Regions from separate parts of the Mus musculus genome. Here region 2 is linked to region 1. A link is a contact called in public HiCAR-type data. All regions are on one chromosome and are shown on one strand. The core of a region is the stretch at or near the end of the contact, and the rest is flanking DNA. Distances in the headings are between cores, read along the strand shown. Region 1 overlaps Maml2 (mastermind like transcriptional coactivator 2). Region 2 overlaps Maml2 (mastermind like transcriptional coactivator 2).

Region 1 (4,286 bases), core at 393-2,892:
GAAGAAGAAGAAGAAGAAGAAGAAGAAGAAGAAGAAGAAAAGGAGGAGGAGGAAGAGGAGGAAGAGGAGGAGGAGGAAGGAAGGAAGTGGAGGGAGCCACACCAATCTCTCTGAGTTATTGTAAGAATTAAATGTGACAAAGGGTATGAACTCTCTGTAATCATTAGTTCCTATTTATCTCAAGTAGTTTCTTATCCTTTTGTGACAGTAGACAACAAAAATAGAGAATTTCTGCTGATATTGGTGAACTATGAACTCAGTTCCAAGGCAGAAGGTTTAAATAACCAGGCCGACTCCAGAACCGTTGATGCTGTTGTCTTCCAGATGAGACTCACTCACAGTCCTTAGGAACATGCTGTTCACTGTGTGCTTGCCTGCGGGTCCTGGGCCAATTTCCTCATCTCAAATAGCAGCAGTTGGCTGCCCACACTACCCTCTGCAGGCAGCTGTGTCTCAGTAGAAACTGTCAAACAGCTGACTCTAGAAAACCAAATTTTCCTCTTTAAGATCCTAATTGCATCCATTGGTAAAATAAAATAAAATAAAATAAAAATCAAAGTGCATACCTTGCCCTTTCATGGGAGCTGACATTCTGAGCTCAGGTTTGTTAGGAAGTATTAGCAGAAGATTTAGAAGAAGTCTGGAGGGCCACCTCGGAGATGGAGTAGCAGATAAAATGTTCCCAACACAAAGATGAGGATTGCAGTTAGGGATCCAACACCCACACCAAAACTGGGCAAGGTGCTTGCCTGTAATCCCAGCACTGTGCACTGCAGACAAGGACAGGAGGGTTCCTGCGGTTTACTTGCCAGACAGTCTAGCCAACTAGTGAGTTCAGGTGGAGACCCTGTGTTTAATATATATATATATATGTAATGTGGAAAACAATAGAGGAAGACCTCTGGCCTCTATGTGGACTCCTGACTAAACACACACACAGAGAGAGAGAGAGAGAGAGAGAGAGAGAGAGAGAGAGAAGGAGGAGGAGGAGGAGGAGGAGGAGGAGGAGGAGGAGGAGGAGGAGGAGGAGGAGGAGGAGAAGAAGAAGAAGAAGAAGAAGAAGAAGAAGAAGAAGAAGAAGAAGAAGAAGAAGAAGAAGAAGAAGAAGAAGAAGAAGAAGAAGAGGAGGAGGAGAGGTGCAGATGGGACAGGAAAGAGAGAGGGACAGGAAGAGAGACAGGCAGACAGACAGATGGAGTCAGAAACAAAGGGACAAGGAGGGTCTTCTTAGAGAAGTCCACCCCTGCTAGTCCCCTCACTTTTTTGGTTGGTCTTCCAAATGAAACAAATCAGTATCCCCAAAGAGATGTGTTTTCCTGTTTCTGTTTATGTGCTGGAGAAGGGCAAAGCTGCACACCTGCTCACCACCATGAAGTGGTGAACTGTCTGCATGGCAGAGCAAACGAACCACTTAAGTTACTATAACATTCAAAGTGTAAGAAAGGTGCTTAGTGACACTGTGTTTCCAACCTAAAAACCTATGAGGGGACTCTACACTCCCAAGACGCCTGAGAGCTATGTGACAATGTGTGTGTGTGTGTGTATCAGAAATGGCCGATGGTTTTGTTCTGTGTGGTGCAGAAAGGTGGAGGCAGATGGCCCTGTGCACGCTTCACTGGGTAAGCGTCCAGAGTTTGGCCCCCACCTGTCTGTGGCTTCTAAGTCCCTTCCTTTCCCACACCCACCACTGAGCACAGCCCCCACTGCCACTGTGCTGCTGTCGTCTCTCCTTTGAACACTTACTCTGTCTAGTCAAATAGGCTCATCCAGGTACAGAAAGCAGAGTCACGGGGTATGAAGGTACAATGAGAATGCCTTCCAGGCTTTCCAGGGTCAGACCCCACAGGGACCCAAACACTCTTCACAAATACACACAACAAAGCATAACATATAGACAGCTCTGGGAAACGAGTCATTTAGGGCTAAGGTAATTAATGTACATTCTGAGTCAGAGTTTCACACTTAAATTTCTAAAGGCGTGTTTAATGCCCTCTTAGCAGAGCCAACTGTGTCTGTCCGTGGCTGCGGAGAACATCTTCTTGGGAGTGCTTAGACCAAAGGAGGCATTGAACAGGGCTTCCTCTGCTTTTAGCTGATGACCTACTATTACAAGGGGCTTTCTCTTTATAGTCTATATTCTCACTGTGCCCTGGAGTCAAGATGGCTGGCGATTCTCCTCGAGAAAGACTCTCCCACTTTAATACCATGGTCAAAGCCACCCCAAACCCCATCTTCTCCATGAAGTTGCCTGCTGTCTCTCAGTCTTGCTACGGAAGTGTGCTTATCCTTTTCTCAGTGGTTGGAATTGTCATTACTGCTATTGTGTGTGTGTTCTCTAATATCCTTTCTGTGTTCTATACCCCGACAGGGAATGTACATTAGTGACCTACGCCAGAACATTCATCATTAGAACAAGTGCTTGATTACCCCTGCTCATTTAATTCATTCACTTATGAAAATGACAGTCAGAAAACGACACAGTCTGTTCTCAAGATACTTGGAGCTCACTAAGAGGGGGGAAGCAGAGGAAACTCAAAATCCAGTGCTCCGTGTGTTCTCACCGAGGACACGGGCAAGGCCTCAGCAGAAGAGAGGCACCCGCTCTAGGTAGGAGGTCAGGTTGGTGTGATATTTATGCCTGGTCTGAAGCTGTGTGTGTGTGTGTGTGTGTGTGTGTGGTATATGTGTGTGTGGGTGGTGGTGGTGGTATGTGTGTGTGTGAGCTGAACATGAGTGTGCAGGTGTGGCACGCTGAGGACAAGGTAGGATGTTGGGAACCATCCTCTCTCTTTCTCCATCCTAACCCTGTAAGATTGGATCTTTCAGCAGATTGTACACTCACCTTTCAGCTAGGCTGCCAGGCCAAATGAGCTCTAGGGATCTTCCTGCCCCAGCTCCTTCTCCCTCCCCCGTCGTCCCCACTCCCTACTCTCCTGAGCTGGAAGCGGATGCACAGGCATCCCCACCTGTTTGTTTGTTTGTTTGTTTGTTTGTTTGTTTTTCATGAGTTTGGGGGATTTGAACTCAAGTCCTCATGTTCACACAGCACTCTTACCTACTGAGCCACCTCCTTAGTGGACTTTTTGCACTGAGTCTTCAAGGAAAACAAAGGCCTACTAGGGAGGCAAAGGCTGTGGAGAACTCTACCAAACAGTGGCTGAGTCAAAGCAAACAGACTGTAAGGGGCTGTCAAGAAAAGTGCTAGAGATTCTAAGGACAAAGGGAAGCCAGAAGAGGTTTGAGCAGGACAGGGGTGTCAAGGAAGACCCAGGCTAACAAGTTCTAAGTGAAAGGATGCATGAATCTTACACAATCATTTCCTCCATGCGTATTTCATGCTACATTGTTGCCCCTATCAAATCCAATGAACATTTGCTCAGCCATTTTATACTCCATCCACCTGGGCTTACATTTCATGTGCAACACTGACAGCGGCCATGAAATTCTGAAAGGAAGGCAAGGATGCCCATTCGTCCGCATCCTAACAACCCCGGAAAGGCACAAATGCACGGCTCATCTAAAGCGCTCCACAACAGAACGTGGAGTAAGTGCCCCCACTCCACCCACTAGTGATACTCACGTCACTGTTCTTGATAATGTTACACCATGTCCCTACTGGAGTATGACTCAGACACTCCCAGGGACAATACAGTTCAACCCCACACTTGTCCAGAGAATAGCCCTCACCGAGAGTGTGTGGCAGGATATTTCTTCCCCTCTGTGTACTTTTGCATCCTCATTCCCTCCCTATCCCAAAAATGCAATCTTAAAGTTATTTTTCTGAAAATGAAAAAAAGAAAATCAAGGTCAATGCAGAGAAGACCTCAGAGCTGGGTGAGGGCGTTTGAGGATTGGCAAACTTCTTGGTGAGTACAGAGCTGAGGTTGTCCCCTAGACAGGACGAAGCACCTTCTGATAACCACCATCTGGCTCAAATGTGTTACTAACCTCCATTAATTTATGAATCATTTCCCTGACTGTGCATTCTTACAACCACCAACCCAGTGTAATTCAGTACATTTCAGTAAAACTTGCCCAGGAAGATTAAAACAGTTTTAGTGATTATAAACCATGTAGGTTTGTCAGACACTGGTAATCTATGGGCCCTGTGACCTGGAGCATTTGTGTCTAACTGTGATTTAATGCTCCCCCTGACCCCATTTGCAGTCCCCATTTCACATTTCAGGGTTGCTTTTTATTTATTTATTTATTTATTTATTTTTGAAAGCAATCTTTTTCTTCAGAATAATTTTTCTTACCAAGAGACTACAGGCAAACTGACCATT
Region 2 (4,316 bases), core at 1,774-4,273, 120 kb before region 1:
GTTTTGCAATTTCCAATCTGCACCACTCTTGTTTACTCTATGTGCCAAGGACAATTCTAGCTACAAAGTAAGGGCCACTTTTGTGTGCAGTTAAAGCTTGCTTCTCACATAGCCTTGTCAGCCTGTGCAGCTACTGGTGCCCAGCTTCTAGAGGCTCTACACAGACACAAGTGGGGCCAGCACTGTCCTGGAGTATGATCACAGCCCTACTGAAGCTGTTTGCAAGTGAAAGGACGTCTCTGGTGTATGTTAAAAGGGAGCAATACTTTTATTGGAAAAGATCTCCAAGACTCAGACTACCTCAAAGACTCTGAACCTAAATTTGAACATTTACATCTCTAAATAAACCGCTTGAACTCCAAGGGCCAGGATTGTACACTGCAAGGAAAAAAAGAGACCAAAGGGAGGGGATTTTCTGCAAGACCTGTCTCATCGTAAAACTATATTGTTACTACAAAAGGAGGCCTAAAAGGGTCAGGGAGTCCCATCTCAAGCCAACGTGACTGTATTTAAAACGGTGGCCCTGGAAATGCACTGCCAAAGGAAACAAGGAGGCAAATTTGAAAGCCCTTAGCACCGTGGGCTCCATTTCTTCCCTTCTCCCATGTGTCTCCAAGATTAAACTTGTCTCTCCATGGCTCCATTTCAGTTAAGTACTTTTAGACCTCGGTCCAAACTTCTTCTCTTAGGATTTGGCTCCAAATATTGATAATCATAAATTTCCATATTTTATCTCCAATCTGTGAGGATTTAAAAAAAACTATTATGGAAACTAAATACAATCGTGAGGAACAGAGTGTGTATTTAGTTTCCACAATGAAATCTGACTACAACATTAATACTATCACAATAAGTTAAATTAAATGTGTTGTGTTCTTTGTACTCTAAACCTTAGACAACTATGTTTTGGGCAAAACACATCCATTCAGTCTTGTTTTAAAAAAAAAGCCTACTGTTTTGGTTACTTAGGTGGTACTTCTGGTACTATGCCTGCAACAGTGTGGGTAGAAGAGTCACACAGATCTGCAATCTCAGAATGGTCTGCAGACCTGTTTCCAGGCTGAGGATGTTGTCCTGTGCTATAAGGAATGAGCAACACTAGGTTCCTGTAAACAACTTAACATGCGTCTCAATGGCTCAATCCACTCATTTTTAAAAGCCATCACTTACTCTGTGGCTAAATTCTCAATTTTTGAAAATGCTAACAAATATTCCCCCATCCCTGAAGTGGCAGTTTAAGTAGGCAGTGACTATTTTGATTTTTATTATGCTCACCTACAAAAATAAAATCTAGCTTTCCTATCACAAAGCAGAAAACTGTGTTAGGTCACCCATTTTACGGCACATTTAGACAATTCGAGGCAGAGTGGTCAACAGCTTGATGGGCCACCCAGATACTTGATGGCACTGAAGTCATGTGGCCTGGGATAAACTCAGAATGTAGTGTAACATGACCTACACTTCCCACTGTGCTGTCAAGTCCAGAGCTTACTCTTTCCTCTTCATAAAAAAAAAAATCTCTTATCGGCATTAAAAAATTTCTTTGGTCTCATCACAGTTGTAATTGACATTTCAAAATGTAATTTCCCCCAAAGGACAAAAATTGAGAAAAATTATTTACCTCTTCCATAGACTCTGTCTTTGGGAGGTTATTATGTGTTTTTCCTGTAAAGGTCACAATGTTGGGTTCAAGGTCATTTAAGGTCATTAATTTTTCAACAGACTCTATTTGGGATTCTACACACTTCACAGATTCCCCCCTCCTCTGAGTCTTTATTTTTTAATGGATACATGCATGCATCATGTATGTTTAGGTGCCTCCTGAACCCAGAAGGAAGTATCAGATCTAGAACTAAAGTTGCAGTGTGAGGTCCCCTTTAAGTGGAGTCAGGGCTCTTAACCACTGAGTCATCTTTCTAGCTCCCCTTCATCCCCCCTCCCCTGAATCTAGCTGTAACTGGAGTCCAGGTCACCCTCGAAGTCCTCCTGCCTCAGCCTCCTGAATGCTGGGATTATGTGCATGTGACATTGCACCTGCCTGGGCTCTACATGTTTGTCTACATTTCGCATGGAGAGACAGATACTTTATAGGGCTACTGATGGTCCACTGTGGAAAATATCTCCAATGGCTTCAAACAGTGGTACAGCAAGCTGGAGTCGTCTGTGTGAACTTTCCTGTTATCTTTCTAAACGATCTCTGATTGAATCAGCAGCCCCCAGGGAAGAGCCTTCACTTCCTTCTCACTGTCTGTCAGCCAAGCACACTAAGGATGTTCAATAAGTAATGCTACCAGGAGCACAGCGACAAGGAGTAGGGGGAGCACTTTTGCTTTTGATTATTCCTGGTTAATTGACAGTAGCACTGATAGACAAGGGTATCAGCAACAAGAGAAACTCTTTACCTCCAAGATAACTAACTGTAGACTTGCATTCTGTTCTGAAATTTAGATTTATAGATTTATTTATATAAATAATTTCCCAAGAGGATACTCATGCTATTTCCTGTATTTCTCCCTGATACACCCCTCCCTGAGGTGAAACCTTGGTCTAGTGGTATTGATACTGTGTTAGTTGTTAGTTAGTATTGGTACTGACATTAGTAGCAAGCGTCAGACATTAGGAACTAGGATTCTATTTCCCCTCTGCAGGAATCAGACATGCAGCTGACGTGGTCAGCTCCATTTTGTCGCTGAAGTGCCTTCTCTTTGTTGTCCTTTAAGGAATGCGCTTACAGGTGTTGCACAGCTCAGCAAACTATAGACTGCCTTGTCATTACCCACACGTCTCCTGCACAGACAAGGCAGGAGCTCTGTCTTGTTCATTTTCGTTCCCTCTAAGATTAGACACAAAGCCTCAGTGCTCCATCAATTATTGAACACATACTTAAGTGCCTACAAAGTGCTGGGGAATGTGTTGGGGACTAGAGGGTAAAGATCATTCTGGAAGGGATAATGTAATGAGTGAGAAGAGCTGAGCCAGGGGAAGTCGGTTGGGGTAGATCTGTCTGACTGGCTTCCTGAGAGAAGTGACGTTTACGGGGAAACCTGATAGAAGAGTAGGGCTTTCCCTTGGTTCTCTCTTTTCTTCTTCTATTACTGTAAATGTAATGAGGTTTGTGACTAAGAACAGAATGATCAAAATATCTGCCTTAATGGCCAAGGTGAAAAATGTTTCTACTCTGATTAACTGGTATTAGAGATGGGGTACCTCCCATGGTGGTCACATGTTAGTTCTTCTGCGCTGATGAGAATGGTCAGTTTGGCTTGTGGGACCCTGTCTATCTTTAGAATTTCTGTGTTGATACTTTTTCTTGCCGAGCATACTGTGATGCTAAATGGAAAGTGCTCTACACGTCTTTGAGATACTCCCTGGGCTGAGCCTTGGAGATGATGGTCAGAGTAAAACACATGGGTGCGCACTATGCACACCTCATGAAGCATGAAAAGAAGCACTAGTCACCACAGGCATACTGGTATCGTCCTTACTTGATTAGGCTATTTTCTGCCTATAAAATTGTATATTGATTCCATACAAGCAATGGTAGGGGGCTGATTTCAACTGGTGTGTGTGTGTGTGTGTGTGTATGTGTATGTGTAGGAGTGTGTGTGTGTGTGTGTGTGTGTGTATGAGTGTGTGTACGTGTGCATGTGAAGGTATCATTCAGCTCACCAGGTTTTATGTCTTGTCTCTTACGCGTACCCACACTCACACTCACACATGGAGGGAGGGAAAGAGGAGAAGGGAGAGAGAGAGAGAGAAAGAGAGAGAGAGAGAGAGAGAGAGAGAGAGAGAGAGAGAGAGAGAGAGAGAGAGAGAGAGAGCATAAGCTGAGTCCAGGTCTTTGGAGATTCCTGCTTTAGCTTCTCACAGCCACTTCCTGTACTTGAGATGGGCTGTAGTCCCTGAGGGAAACCTCTGGTATCTGAATTTGGCACAGAGTTGCATTCCCATGGAATTCAGGGCAGCCTTCACACCCCAAAGAACAGCCTGGCAAAGTTCTCACGTACTTGAGATGTGCCATAGAGAGGTCTGCAGTCATCTGCAACTAGAGGCTGCAGATTGAGGGCCACACCAATGTTCACAGCCTCACTCACTGCTCAGCTGCATAAGGAACTCCTGGCAGCACTTACATATCAACACTGTCCCACTGGGGCCTGGCCTTTGGGCCATGGAATCTGTGTTGAGTTCCATTTAGATGAGGCCCTCATTCAAACATTCAGAAAAAAATGTGGCAGAATTTAACAAGAGCAAAACTGGATCCTTCTATTCTCTTTAACTCAAAAACATTGAATGTAACATAAAGAGGAAAGAAATGG

Evidence for each region. HiCAR-type assays count read pairs that join an accessible place to other places.
Region 2: a HiCAR-type map of Th17 cells shows a contact between it and region 1, with 2.2 times the contacts expected there. The contact joins two enhancer-like sites. A contact is called at or near these places in 1 of 39 promoter capture datasets (cranial neural crest), 5 of 484 Hi-C or Micro-C datasets (the C10 cell line, LSK cells, cardiomyocytes and 2 more), 3 of 115 datasets of contacts at active chromatin or transcription factors (Th17 cells, embryonic stem cells and microglia) and 2 of 9 other capture datasets (adipose tissue and liver).

The regions. Positions count from the first base shown.
Region 1 is chr9:13,507,282-13,511,567 of GRCm38.p6, reverse strand. The region is part of intron 1 of Maml2 (mastermind like transcriptional coactivator 2); the gene reads right to left. Among named protein-coding and RNA genes, the nearest start is that of Phxr4, 78 kb to the right of the region's middle. Within about 2 kb of position 1,642, at least 26 of the 459 cell types and tissues checked have an H3K27ac peak or open chromatin away from gene starts, as enhancers often do. A contact at or near this core is called in Th17 cells, where this site is marked.
Region 2 is chr9:13,633,283-13,637,598 of GRCm38.p6, reverse strand. The region is part of intron 2 of Maml2 (mastermind like transcriptional coactivator 2); the gene reads right to left. Among named protein-coding and RNA genes, the nearest start is that of Gm51666, 25 kb to the right of the region's middle. Within about 2 kb of position 3,023, at least 45 of the 459 cell types and tissues checked have an H3K27ac peak or open chromatin away from gene starts, as enhancers often do. A contact at or near this core is called in Th17 cells, where this site is marked.